Regions from separate parts of the Mus musculus genome. Here region 2 is linked to region 1. Evidence: chromatin contacts called from public ChIA-PET data. All regions are on one chromosome and are shown on one strand. Each heading gives the region's core, a stretch centred on a gene start, on an enhancer-like site or on the middle of the called end of the contact. The rest is flanking DNA. Distances are from core to core; before and after follow the strand shown.

The links. ChIA-PET counts read pairs in DNA pulled down with a chosen protein or histone mark.
Region 2: a contact with region 1 is called in an RNA polymerase II ChIA-PET map of memory CD8 T cells, with 6 read pairs. The contact joins the promoter of Atp5c1 here to the enhancer-like site in region 1. A contact is called at or near these places in 2 of 484 Hi-C or Micro-C datasets (germinal center B cells and nephron progenitors), 5 of 115 datasets of contacts at active chromatin or transcription factors (the SCID.adh cell line, embryonic stem cells, heart atrium and 1 more) and 3 of 9 other capture datasets (adipose tissue, embryonic stem cells and liver).

The regions. Positions count from the first base shown.
Region 1 is chr2:10,021,332-10,027,529 of GRCm38.p6, reverse strand. All of the region lies in intron 2 of Taf3 (TATA-box binding protein associated factor 3), which reads left to right. Among named protein-coding and RNA genes, the nearest start is that of Taf3, 24 kb to the left of the region's middle. Within about 2 kb of position 3,034, at least 11 of the 459 cell types and tissues checked have an H3K27ac peak or open chromatin away from gene starts, as enhancers often do. A contact at or near this core is called in the SCID.adh cell line and memory CD8 T cells, where this site is marked.
Region 2 is chr2:10,078,493-10,084,505 of GRCm38.p6, reverse strand. It overlaps Atp5c1 (ATP synthase, H+ transporting, mitochondrial F1 complex, gamma polypeptide 1), which reads left to right and starts at 3,996. Exons shown (of 10, transcript NM_020615.4): 1 at 3,996-4,158. The coding sequence starts at 4,103. It overlaps Kin (Kin17 DNA and RNA binding protein), which reads right to left and starts at 3,894. Exons shown (of 5, transcript NM_025280.2): 1 at 3,762-3,894. The coding sequence starts at 3,875.

The sequences.
Region 1 (6,198 bases), core at 1,785-4,284:
TATAGGCTTTACCAAGTGTGGAGCCCCATCCCAATTGCACCACTCTTGCTAGCTCAGGGTAAGTCAGTCGGCAGTAACTCCGTGCTTTTCTGTCCTCAGCGAGGTGGGGGTATGAAACACACACCTTCTGGTTGGCCTTTCAGGGGGGAGGAGGTGCTGCTCTCACTTTATTCCGTACTGGTAGAAAATTACTCCTCTCAGTCTGTGGAAGGCAAAATCCACAGCATACAGAAAGCTAAGTCTGATGCTAACACACCAGCCCTGCAGTAAATTTGCTAATACTTAGAGATAAAAGTTTAACTTGGAGGTTAAATTCCTAATTTCCCCAGACTGCTATGTCAGTGATAGTGGGCTCAGTGCCTTAGGGAAGTTTGTCTGTGTTCAAACTGTGGTAGGCTGTGGTTTTTCTCTCACAAACATAGGGTTATGGGTTGGAAGCTGGGTTCCCAGTGCGGGGTAAGTGAGAAGTCCTTAGATCATTTAGGGCACTGCCCTCAGAAGGGATTAAGTTAGCTCTCCTGGGATCCCAGGTTCTTTTGAGGGAGTTGTTTGGAATGGGGCTGGCTACTGAATCCAACCATGGCTTTCTATTTCAAGATGTAATCTGCCTTCTGGGCTTGGTGTTCCACACTATATCCCACCACCCAGAAAGATGGGGCAGAAGAGGAAGAGGATTTTGAGGCCAGCCTAGGCTGCAAAGTGAGATGCTATCTCAGAACATAAAGATAAAATAGCTTTCTCGCACATGGGCTCCTGCCACTGTGCTGTCAGGATCCTCAGCAGAGTCAGAACAGGTGTCCCCAGAGTCCTCACCACCCCATGCCTGGAGCTGCAACTTTGAGCCTCTGCAATTGTGAACCAATAGCCTCTTCTCTTTATAAAGTACCTGCCTCGGATACTTTGTAAAGCCTTTCTGCCTTAGATACTTTGTTGTAGGATCTAAGGAGGGGTGCTTAATATTGTCCATTGTGCCCACACACCACCTTTGTTGTTGTCCTTGTTCTCTGATTTTATGTATCAAGAAGTATTGCAAACACACAAAATATAGAAGTATTTTGTCCAGAAACAGAGAAATCCCCACTTTTATGTTTACAGGTTCATGTGTGGAACAAACAAGAAATAATAAGCATATAATAAATAAATTATATGGTATATTTACAATAAATGCTAAAGGACATTTAGTAGAACATTGTAGATGGGAATTGAAAACGCTAGGTGGATAGAAGAAGCGTTGGTTAAAATTACATTGGGGCTAGAAAGATAGCTCAGTGGTTAACAGTTCTTACTGTTGCAAAGGACCTGGGTTCAGTTCCCAGTACCCATAGGGTGGGTCACAATCATTCATATCAATCAATAATTAACCACTAATTTCAGCAGATCAGATACGTTCCTTTGACCTCTAAGAGCACCAAGCACCCGTGTTGTGCACATATATACATACACAGAGGCGTATGCATCCATAGAGGCAAAACACATACATTTAAAACAAAAATAAATCAAGAAATTTTCAATTATGTAAAGTCATGGCATATTGTGAAAGGTTCATTGAGCATACATTTAAAAGAGCAATTCAAGGCATCTGGGGAAGAGACAGCACATAGAAGGAACTCTAATGCAAGGCCCCAAAAGGGGGCATGCCTTGGGTGTCGGGGGAGTACACAGGGGTCAATAAGACTGGGACATGATGGATGGTGACAGTGTTAGGAGACAGGTCCAGAGGAAGTACAAAGGTCCTCACTAGAGGCCAGGTGGATATCTGACTCATCCTCACTGAGAGAGATGGAAGCACTTTAATATTTTTAAAATTCCAAATACAAAAGTAAAGGGATTAGACTAGATAGCTTCCTATATCTGTCCGCCAGTCCTGCTCACTATACGCTCATTCATTTCTTCTCTTTCCGGGCTGCCTTGAAGAAAGCGTCCAGCCTCATGTTATCTCTTCATAATTTTTTGTTTTGTTTTAAGCTAGGGCCTAATGGAGCACAGCTTGGCCTCTAGCCTGCTGTCTCCCAAGTCCTGGGGTTGCAGGTGTGTACTAGCATGTCCAGTCGTCATTCATCAGAAGCATGGAAGCATATAACTCTACAGGATGAGAACTGTGTTAGCAGTCGTACAGTCCTGTTGCCATGTGCTTAGGATTAACTCCCCACGGATGGCATCAGGTAACTGATAAGTGGGGTAAGCATGGGCGTATATAACTGTCTGTTCCAGTCAAACTCTTAGGATCTCTCCGTTGGAATGAGTTTGTTTCTTTTCCTCTCTTCCTATCCCCTCCCTTTTATCTCTTTCCTCTTTATGTCTGCATATTTGCTGCAGGGTCTGGATTGTTTGGCCTCCACGGGTCTTTCCACTCTGCAGTTCACTTACAGTGCCCCAACAGGTGTGTTTTACATGGTCTTCTGTATCCTGTACATTCATGGTGGTTCCAAAACCTTCAAATGTCAGGTTCAATGGCTTAGTGGAGGCTGTTGTAGATTGGGAGTGTGTGATTTCAGCAGACATCCATCCAGTCATGAAGTCAGTACAGGTTGTAAATAATGGCAGCTCACGCCTTTATTAGCTGCTGCTTCTCTAAAGAGAATGTCCTTTCATGTACTCTGGGGACTTGGTAGTAGTATATTTACAAAAGAACTAATGAGTGGCTTTTCTGTTCCATCATCGTTACTATAATAAAATGATTCCTTGGCTTATTGTAGGTAACCACCGACTAACTAGTTGTGCCCATTTTTAAATCATCCTGATCCATAGACTTAAAGACATTTGATGGTCATGGTGGCACACTCAGGAGTCAGAGGGAGATAGTTCTCTTGAGTTTGAGACTAATCTGGTCTACAGGGGGAGTTCCAGTACAACTGGGGCTCCATAGAGAAACCCTGTCTCAAGAAACCAGAAAAAGAAAAAAGAAAAAGAAAAGAAATTTGATGAGTGTCAGTCTAGCACAGCTGTTGCTGTCCACCGAGTGCTGAGATAGCCCTGACTCTGCCGTGTGCGACTAGTGCTCTGCAGGAGCTGCCTCCCACTCTCTTACAAAGTCTTGCTGGCTCACTGACGACTACTGTCAAGACTTCAGGAAGTTGTGGGCTGGTTGTAAAGCACAGTCCTTGTTAAAAGTCATGTAAACTTAAATAAGTTATACTAAAAGCAAGATGCCCACACCCCATCGCCTCTCGGTTCTTTTCTGGTTAAGCTTACTGTACTGTGTGAGAGAGTGCTTCATGGCTGTCTGTTCTCAGCTGTTCTCAGCTGCATAGCTTACTGCCAGGTTCAAACTGGCCACGGTGGGAGGCTTCGCGGCCCAGAAGGCCGCAAGTGCGAACACATCACGGTCTGCTTTATTCTTCTGCTGATTTGAAACAGTGATGGTGAAACTATGGAACCTGCAGATGGGGCTCCAAAATGAGTCCTGTCTGTAGCTGTTTGATTATAAGTCATGAGGAATATCCTTTCAGCGTTCTGCAGCCAAAGAACTCGTCCCTGTTATTGGCGTTAAGTGCAGTTCTGGCACGCGCCAGATTTATTTTGCTTCAGCCTCAAGAGATCAGCAGAGCTCCTGGTTCTGTGGAATGGGCTTGATTGGAGCCTACCTGTGTCCATTTATTTATGTATTGTCTGTGCAGCCTTGATGCTGCCTCGGCAGACAGGACTAGGTGTGACAGATAGTGAGTGTGCCACAAGCCTATGTGTTTACCATCTGGACCTCTCAGTGTAACCAACTTCTGTGTGCACATTCATTCTTCACTTGCAAGCCTGAGTTGGTTTTACTGATACATAATTTTGGCAAATATCAGCAAAAATATTCTGTAATAATTGTACATACAGGATTTATGACAACTATATATTTAAATTATGTTCTATGAATCCTTTATGTCATTAAAATTGAAACATAGCACACACGTGCATAGCGCCATGTCCCAAAGCAGTTGCTAAACACTGACCAGCACACCACCCTGTCCACTTGAGTGGACATCATCTAGTAAGCGGATCCAGTAACTGATGCCACTGCTAAAGTGACTCTGCCCTCTGAGTGGGGAACTGGGAATTGAGTGAGCAGAAAAAACCATGAGTTTTAAAAGGAACATGTCTAACAATAGACTCAGCAGGGATAGCTAGAAGCTCAAAGAAATTCTTGTCACCCAGTGAGTATTGCAAATATTTGTAGTTTGTATCTTTAAGGATTTTTAATTTTATGTGTATGAGTGTCTTGCCTACTTATATGTACTACATACATGCCTGGTTCCTGCAGAGGTTAGAAGAGGGCATCACATTCCCTGGAACTAGAGTTAGCAATGGTTATGAGCCTCCAGATGGGTACTAGAAACCAAACTCAGGTCCTCTTCAAGAGCAGCAAGTGCTTTTAACCTATGAGACATCTCTCTATTCCCATAATTTGTATTTTAAATTTGCTATTGATTTCTGGAAAACTATGACCCCCTAAGCTGCCACAGTAGATAATTAGAGGAAAGCATTTGGCCCAGATGGTTAATTCTGTGTATTCACTCTTAGGCTGGACACAGAAAGATGCACATGTCCGATTAATTCAGTTAGTTTTTACTGAACTCTCAAGTCTGTAGCACACTCTTCATAGTACTGACAGGTTGTACCCTTCTGGCCTGAACCTACTTGACATCTTGTATGTTAGTGAAGAGGACAGAGTGGAGCGTCGCTCATTTGTTATGACATGAGTGACTTTCTGAATCAGATCTAGTCTCTAAATACTAGAAAAATGTTTCCTCAGCAGAACAGCTATGGACACACAGCACACTTCAGTTATTCTACATTTTCAATATTTCTTCTGGAAGTTTCTTACAGCTTTCATAGTCAACATAAGAGTTTATTAGTCTTTCTGTGTTTTGTAGGATATCTGTCTTTCCAGCTATCTGTCTGTCCGCCCGTCCATCCATCCATCCATCCATCCATCCATCCATCCATCTATCTTAATCTCCTTGGCCAATTTCAAGTCATCAGTAGAATGCTGTTGATTGTAAAAGAGAACAAGGAGCCAGGCGTGGTGGCGCACACCTTTAATCCCAGCACTTGGGAGGCAGAGGCAGGCGGATTTCTGAGTTCGAGGCCAGTCTGGTCTACAAAGTGAGTTCCAGGACAGCCAGGGCTATACAGAGAAACCCTGTCTCGAAAAACCAAAAGAGAGAGAGAGAGAGAGAGAGCGAGGACTTTCACTGACACGGAGTCCCCAGTGCACCAGGGTTGGGGTGGAAGAGCCACAGTTTGTGTGACTGAGCTGTCCCAGCACACACACCCCTGGTGATCTTGAGGAAGGTTACCGTCTACTCAGGTTTTCACAGAGTGATTTAGAGTGGAAATAAAATGCTTTCCATCAAAGGATATGTGGCCTGAGACCTTTGTAAAGTGACAAGTCTAAATGTAATCACATTTTAGTTGGCACATATTCATTATATATAGTACTCAGTTTCATAGGGACATTGTCATTCAAAGGTAATAATACACTTTTGAACCCCTCCCTCCTCTAGACAAAGTCACTTCTTCCTTGTCATGTATGCTTGTGTGACTAGGTTTTGAGGAATATCTAATCATACAGTTAAGATCAGAAGACTGAGGAACCATTTTGAACTCTTCTGTCATAGGAGGGAAGATAGTGCCCTATATTCAAAATATTATTCTAACAACATTGTCATCCCATTTAAAAAAAAAACAACACGCAAGCACAGTGCACTTGGCAGTGTTCTGAGTTCCCTTTGGAATTCTGTTTAATTGGAGTCCATTCTTCTCTGGGTTGTAAGAATAGTTAGTGCAGGCAAGCACTCTGTGCCTAAGGTGGTAGAATTTGAAGCATCTTTCTGGGGCCTGACATGAGTGACTTTGAAGGGAAAGGCAAACCTCAAAACCAAGGAAGTTCAAATCAGGATCTTCACCGCTGTTCACTCGTTTCTGAAACCTCTCCTGCCGCAGGCCTGAGCTTTCCGCATTACCCAGCTGGAGCTCGGTTCCGCCAGGTGCTGCGTGTGCCCAGTAGCAAGGTCCCTGGAACTGGAGGCAGACTTGGCAAGATGCCGGTGGGATCGCAATGGCTACTCCCAGAGTGGAAGGCTTGGTGCCGGCCAGTCTTTGGAACATTCAAGTAGACACTGGATAGTGTATTATGTGGTGGACTGTCACAAGACTCTACTCAGACCTGCTCTCGAGTTTTAAAAAGCATTTTGATTTTATGTTACCTGAATT
Region 2 (6,013 bases), core at 2,747-5,246, 56 kb before region 1:
CAACCCAGTCAAATACAGAACATTCAAGGTCAAGAGACTGAAGGTGATGTGTGGGATAGGGTGGGGACGACCATGTAGACTGCTCAACCCACTGAGTACCAGAGAGCTTGGCAGGGCAAAACAAGCACAAAGGGTCTGTCTTAGTTAGGGTTGTACTACTGTGAACAGACACCATGACCAAGGCAACTCTTACAAGCACATTTAACTGATACTGGCTTACAGGTTCAAAGATTCAGTCCATTATCATCAAGGTGGGAGCATGGCAGCATCCAGGCAGGCATGATGCAGGAGGCGCTCAGAGTTCTACATCTTGTTCCAAAGGCAAACAGAAGACTAGCTTCCAGGCAACTAGGTGAGGGTCTTAAGGCCTATGCCCACAGTGTCATACCCAGTCCAACAAAGCCACATCTCCAAATATGGCCACTCCCTGAGCCAAGCATATTGAAATCACTACAGGGTCATAGCCGAGTTCTCACTGCAGATATTCTTTTCACTTGTTTCCTTCTACTTTAGCTTTTAGTGCCCCTTGCCTAGATGCTATTAAATATATTATAGCCATACTTTTAAAGATTGCTTTAAATAAAAGCACGCTGGGGCTAGAGATAGTTAAGTGGTGAGGAGAACAGGCTGCTCTTGCAAAGGAGCTCGGTACCCAGCACCTACATCAGGATGCTCGCAAATGCCTAGGACACCAACCTCAAGGATCCAGCACCTCTTCACACACACACAGACATAAAAACTTAGCAACAACATATGTCTTGGTACAGTTCTTCTACCTGTATTTGAAGCTAAAATTTCAATAGTACATATGAAGTAGAAATGAAAAATTTACCCTATATAATTCAACACCCCCCCCCACACACACACACACATAGACACACTTACACTCTTCTGGCTTCCATGGGCGAGCAAGTGTGCACACACAACCAGACACTCTGGCACACATATTAAACGTAACCAGCCTTCCTGCCTAAGCACTGCCTCAGAGAGGCCGGCCAATGCCGCATAGCTGTGAACTGCACCCTCATGGTGGTGAATGGTTTCCTTCTGCCTTCTTTCTCTAGTTCTTGTAATTCTGAAAGTTAGTTAGGCTCAGGGTACACATTTTGGGAAAGATCAATTAATGAGTGGTCCCATGTTTCATCCTGTGCCATGGAAGGAAATCCTCAGGGTCTCACAGTGCTAAGATTCATGAAAAACGTTAAAGGTTGTCGGGCGTGGTGGTGCACGCCTTTAATCCCAGCACTCGGGAGGCAGAGGCAGGCGGATTTCTGAGTTCGAGCCCAGCCTGGTCTACAGAGTGAGTTCCAGGACAGCCAGGGCTACTTAGAGAAACCCTGTCTCAAAAAAAACCAAACAAACAAACAAACAAAAAAAAAAACCAAAAAACCAAAAAAATGTTAAAGGTTACAAAGCAATATTGAAAAAGGACTCTGTCCTGGGAGTTAGAAGGAAACTAGCAAGAGGGGGAAAATAGTTGAAAAACACTTTTTAAACCAGGAAGTAATGAGGTGGACATGGGGGCATAAGCCTTAAACTGCAGCGTCAGGTCTGAAACTTGAGACTTCCTGTCTCTGTCTGTGAAGTGCAGTGATTTCAGGTGTGTGCCACCACATCTGTCACCCATTCCACCATCCTCAAATGTTCTTCTGAACATAAGTTCTCATGAGAAGAGGACACATGAGCAGGTCTGTTTATTGTGTTTTCTTGGTAGGGATGCTGATTCTGGCTGGCTGGCCTCAGGTACATTCCCTGCCTTCCCTACTCAAGGGAAGGAGGGCGTGGCTCTTACATGTTCCCTTTTCTGTCCCCATCTTGAAATACTGGGAAAACTGACAGGAAGGAAGGCCAGAGCCATGATATCCCCTCCACCCCTTCCAATCCATTAGGTTTCTAGAATTGAATAATATTTTGGTTTCATTTTGATCCATATTTTAATTTATGAAAAGCAATACTGGTCTTTGATACCAAATTTCTTTTAAAGTAAAACTTGATCATTTCTTTCAGGCAGTGCACAAATTAGGCAAAAATTGTAGATGGTCCATGGATAACTAAAAGGTTAAGAACTGAGCTGAGGCTGGTGAGATGGCTCAGCGGTTAAGAGCATCGACTGCTCTTGCTAAGGTCCTGAGTTCAAGTCCCAGCAACCACATGGTGGCTCACAACCATCTGTAATGAGATCTGACGCCCTCTTCTGGAGTGTCTGAAGACAGCTACAGTGTACTTACATATAATAAATAAACAAATATTTAAAAAAAAAAAAAGAACTGAGCTGAGTGGTGATGGAGCACACCATTAATCCCAGCATTTGGAAGGTCGAGGCCAGCCTGGTCTACAGAGAGAGTTCCATGACAGCCAGGGCTACACTGAGAAACCCTATCGCAAAAAACAAAAGAAACAATAAATAAGAAAGAAATGAGTGTAAGTAAGTCAGAGTTTTGAAGCTGGACAATGGCGTTGCACACCTTTAGTCCCAGCACTAAAAAGGCAGAGACAGATATCTATGAGTTCAAAACCAGCCTGGGCCTGGTTCACTGAGCAAGTTCCAGGACAGCCAGGGCCACACAGAGAAACCCTGTCTTAGAAAAACAATAACATGCACAGAGTTTTGCAATCCAGTCAGTGGCAGTGGGACTGGGTTCAGTCTGTGATGACTTACTAAGAAGGTGGCATAAGGTCAGTAAGATGGCTCAGTGGCTAAAGGCGCTTGGTGCCAGATGTGACAACATGACTTCAATCCCAGGACCCTCAAGCTGGAAGGAAATAACCATTTACATGTGGCCCTTTGATCTCCGTATGGATGTATCTGTTTGGTGCAGCATGCACACATGCATAAACACATACACCAAAATAAGATAACAGAAATATGACGCAGTGCATGAGGGCTCAGTGGTAGAGCATTTGCCAGGCATACATAAGACATTAAACAAAACTTGTAGCACTGCTTAATAAACAACCTCTCTGGTCCCCATCGCCACCACAAGACTACCAAGAAAGTATTAATATAAAGTAGGGTGGTGTATATCTCTGATATCAACCAGCACTTGGGAAGCAGAGGCAGGTCTATCTCGTTTTTTGGCCAGCCTGGTGAGGTCCAGACCAGCCAAAGTTACATACTGAGATACTGTCTCTAAAACAAAAATATGTATCAGATAATGTACAAGAATTTTTATTAGTTCTGTTATATTGGTGGCATTTTGGCATTAATTGAAAAGATAATACGATTACTTGTTATGTTGATTACACAATTAAGTCTTCAAGGGTGAAGGTATACTGATATTCATATATTTATATAATTTACTATATGATGTAAGCAAATATGGAAAAACACTTAGCGGTCACTCCTAGGTGCGATGGACTGCACGCCTGTACCTTTGGGAACCCACATACTGAAACTATAGGATAGCAGTAGCAAGTCGGGAATGAAGCATTTATGTCATGGAGAGTTCTTCTCTCCATGAAAAAACTCGGCGACAATCTTGCCGGTGGGTACAACTATTACCTCTACTTTACCAGTAGTGGCCAAGCCCATGTCACTATTAAGCGGAGCAACTTGAGTTCCTCGTCTTGACCGACCGACCCCACCAGGGAAGTCTAAATGTAAAACCTCAGTGCTCAGCCTAGCGATTGTAAGCGATCAGTGAGTGCTTGTCTGCGACCACTTCTCGTGGAGCTGGAGGGCTTCGCGCCGAGCTGGGGAAGACTGCGCCGGAGAGGGCTCCAAGCCGAGGGAGGGGTCGCGGCCAGCCTGAGTCACTTACCTCGTCGCGGCATTGCTTTTGGCACATCTGGCAGTACCAGCGAAGCTTCTGGAGCCCTTTGGACTTAATTCTATTGGCGATGGCCTTGGGGCTCAGAAAATCCGACTTGCCCATGGCGACCCTGAGCGCTACAACTACAAAGCGGTCGGAAGCGGAACTGGCTCAGCGCGGGGACAGGCGGGACCGAAATTGACAGCAGGAAATGGGTGGGGCCAGGGAACTCGCGGCTTCGGCGCTCACGAGATTTAGCGAGACCGAGGACGCAGGCGGAGCGGGCCGGGGCGCCTGAGCTCCCGCGCACGCGCACTGAGTCCCGTCTGCCCGACCTTCAAGGCTCCACCATGTTCTCGCGGGCGAGCGTTGTCGGGCTGTCGGCCTGCGCCGTGCAGCCGCAATGGTAGGACCACATCGGGAGGGATGCGGGGGCTCGGGCTTGCTGCGAGGCAGGAGGGATGGAGCTGCATGCTCACTCCTGGCGGAAGAAGGCCCCAGCTCAGGCCGCGGGGATGTCTGCAGAGCTGGAAGGTTGCGTGCCGGACCCCTGGTAGGGGTCAAAGAGAACAAGGTCACGGTCTGATCCCCTGAGACTGGAACGGCCATCCGGGACCTCGGGACCCGGACGGGATTCGGGTTGAGCTTTGGAGCCATCTGGGTTTCGATCAACTCCGTACTTCCGCTCCGTACCCGGGAGCACAGCTTGCAAAGTCTTTAGAAAGGCCCTGAAGGTGAAGGGGCGACCGGGGAACGTTTGGTTGTAACTTTTGGCTTTGAAGCCCTGTGAAACACTGCACGGGGGAGCAGCGTGACCCTTTAAGGTGTGATGGCTTGCTTGAGCTCTTTGGTAAGGCATTCACTGTGTAGCCATCCGACTCTTTGCTGGGTACTGGAGAAACGAAGGAACTCAAAATCAGCCCCCGCCTGAACCTGCTGGTCGCCTTGGTGCTAAAGGGGTTTAAAAAAATCTGCCGATGAGGAAGAGAAAGACATTGCCATTGTCATCATGCCCTCGTGTTGAAGTACAATCTCTGCAAGGTCATAAAACTGTCCCAAGGTCCCTCGGTAGGAGGAGGAGGCCTTAATACAGTTACATTTGTTAGCCTCCATTTGATAAAGGGATACCATAAGGTTGGGCGACTTTAAATACTAATCCTCTGTGCAAAATAAAATAGTTGTATATTAGAATGCCCAGGGAAGGTCAGGTAAAACGTGACTTATGGGTGACGTTGTATAATAACATGAACTACTTTGAAGCTAGACTGCTAGAAGAACTGGTGCTAAGGAGATTGTTAACTGTGGACAGTGTTTTAGTGGTTCCTTGTTTTTATGGTACAGAGGATTATTAAGGCGCTCCAGCACTGAACTAGGGTTTTGTAACCTAGGTTAGAGAACTGCCAAGAACTAGTTGAAATAGTTCTTTCATTAAGCAAAGAATTTGTAGCAATATGCTAAGACTCCAAAGTAGTGAGGCAATTAAATACGATAGATATGAACTATGTATTGGAAGAATGTTGGTGGTGCACACCTTTGATCTCAGCAACTCAGGATGCAGAGGCAGGTGGGTGTCTGAGTTCTGGGCCAGCCTAGTCTGCAAAAGGAGTTCCAGAGAATGTGTGTGTGTGTGTGTGTGTGTGTGTGTGTGTGTGTTCGTTCAGATGTTGTTAGATTAACCTTGGAAGTCAGCTTGAGTTACTTATATGGAGGTCAATAACAGTTGCATTCTCAGTTGTGTCTCCTTCAGCCAGTAGATATTTGTGGAGTGCCTGCCCTGCACCAGTTGGCACTTCTTAGGTGATAAGATGTGAAGGGTCTTTGTTGGCATCCAGTGGTCCTCAGCAAACATCAGCTGTCTCCCGTGTTTGTGTATACAATGTGTGAAAAGACTATTCTTTTGTCAAGTGTAGTGAGGCCACTGTCAGAATTTGATACGCTTCCAATGTTTTCTTGAGAGTTAGCTAGGTATTAGCTGGTTAGGTGTTCACTAGTTAGCTAGTTGGGTGTTTTCCTTAACTCTACACTATGTAGCATCACACACTCCCAGCATTCCTTCCAGACTGCTGATTCGTTCATAGGCATCAAGTCTAACTCCTTCCTCTACCGACTTGAAGTCTTCAAATAACACTGTATGATCAAAGAAGATGCTGATACTTTCTCACAGTCCACTTGCTTCTCCATCAGCATGGTGGGTAGGGCAGGTTTCTGTACCAGCCTCCAGAGGATGAGTCGGGACATGGTGCAGTAGCTTCTCAGAGTGG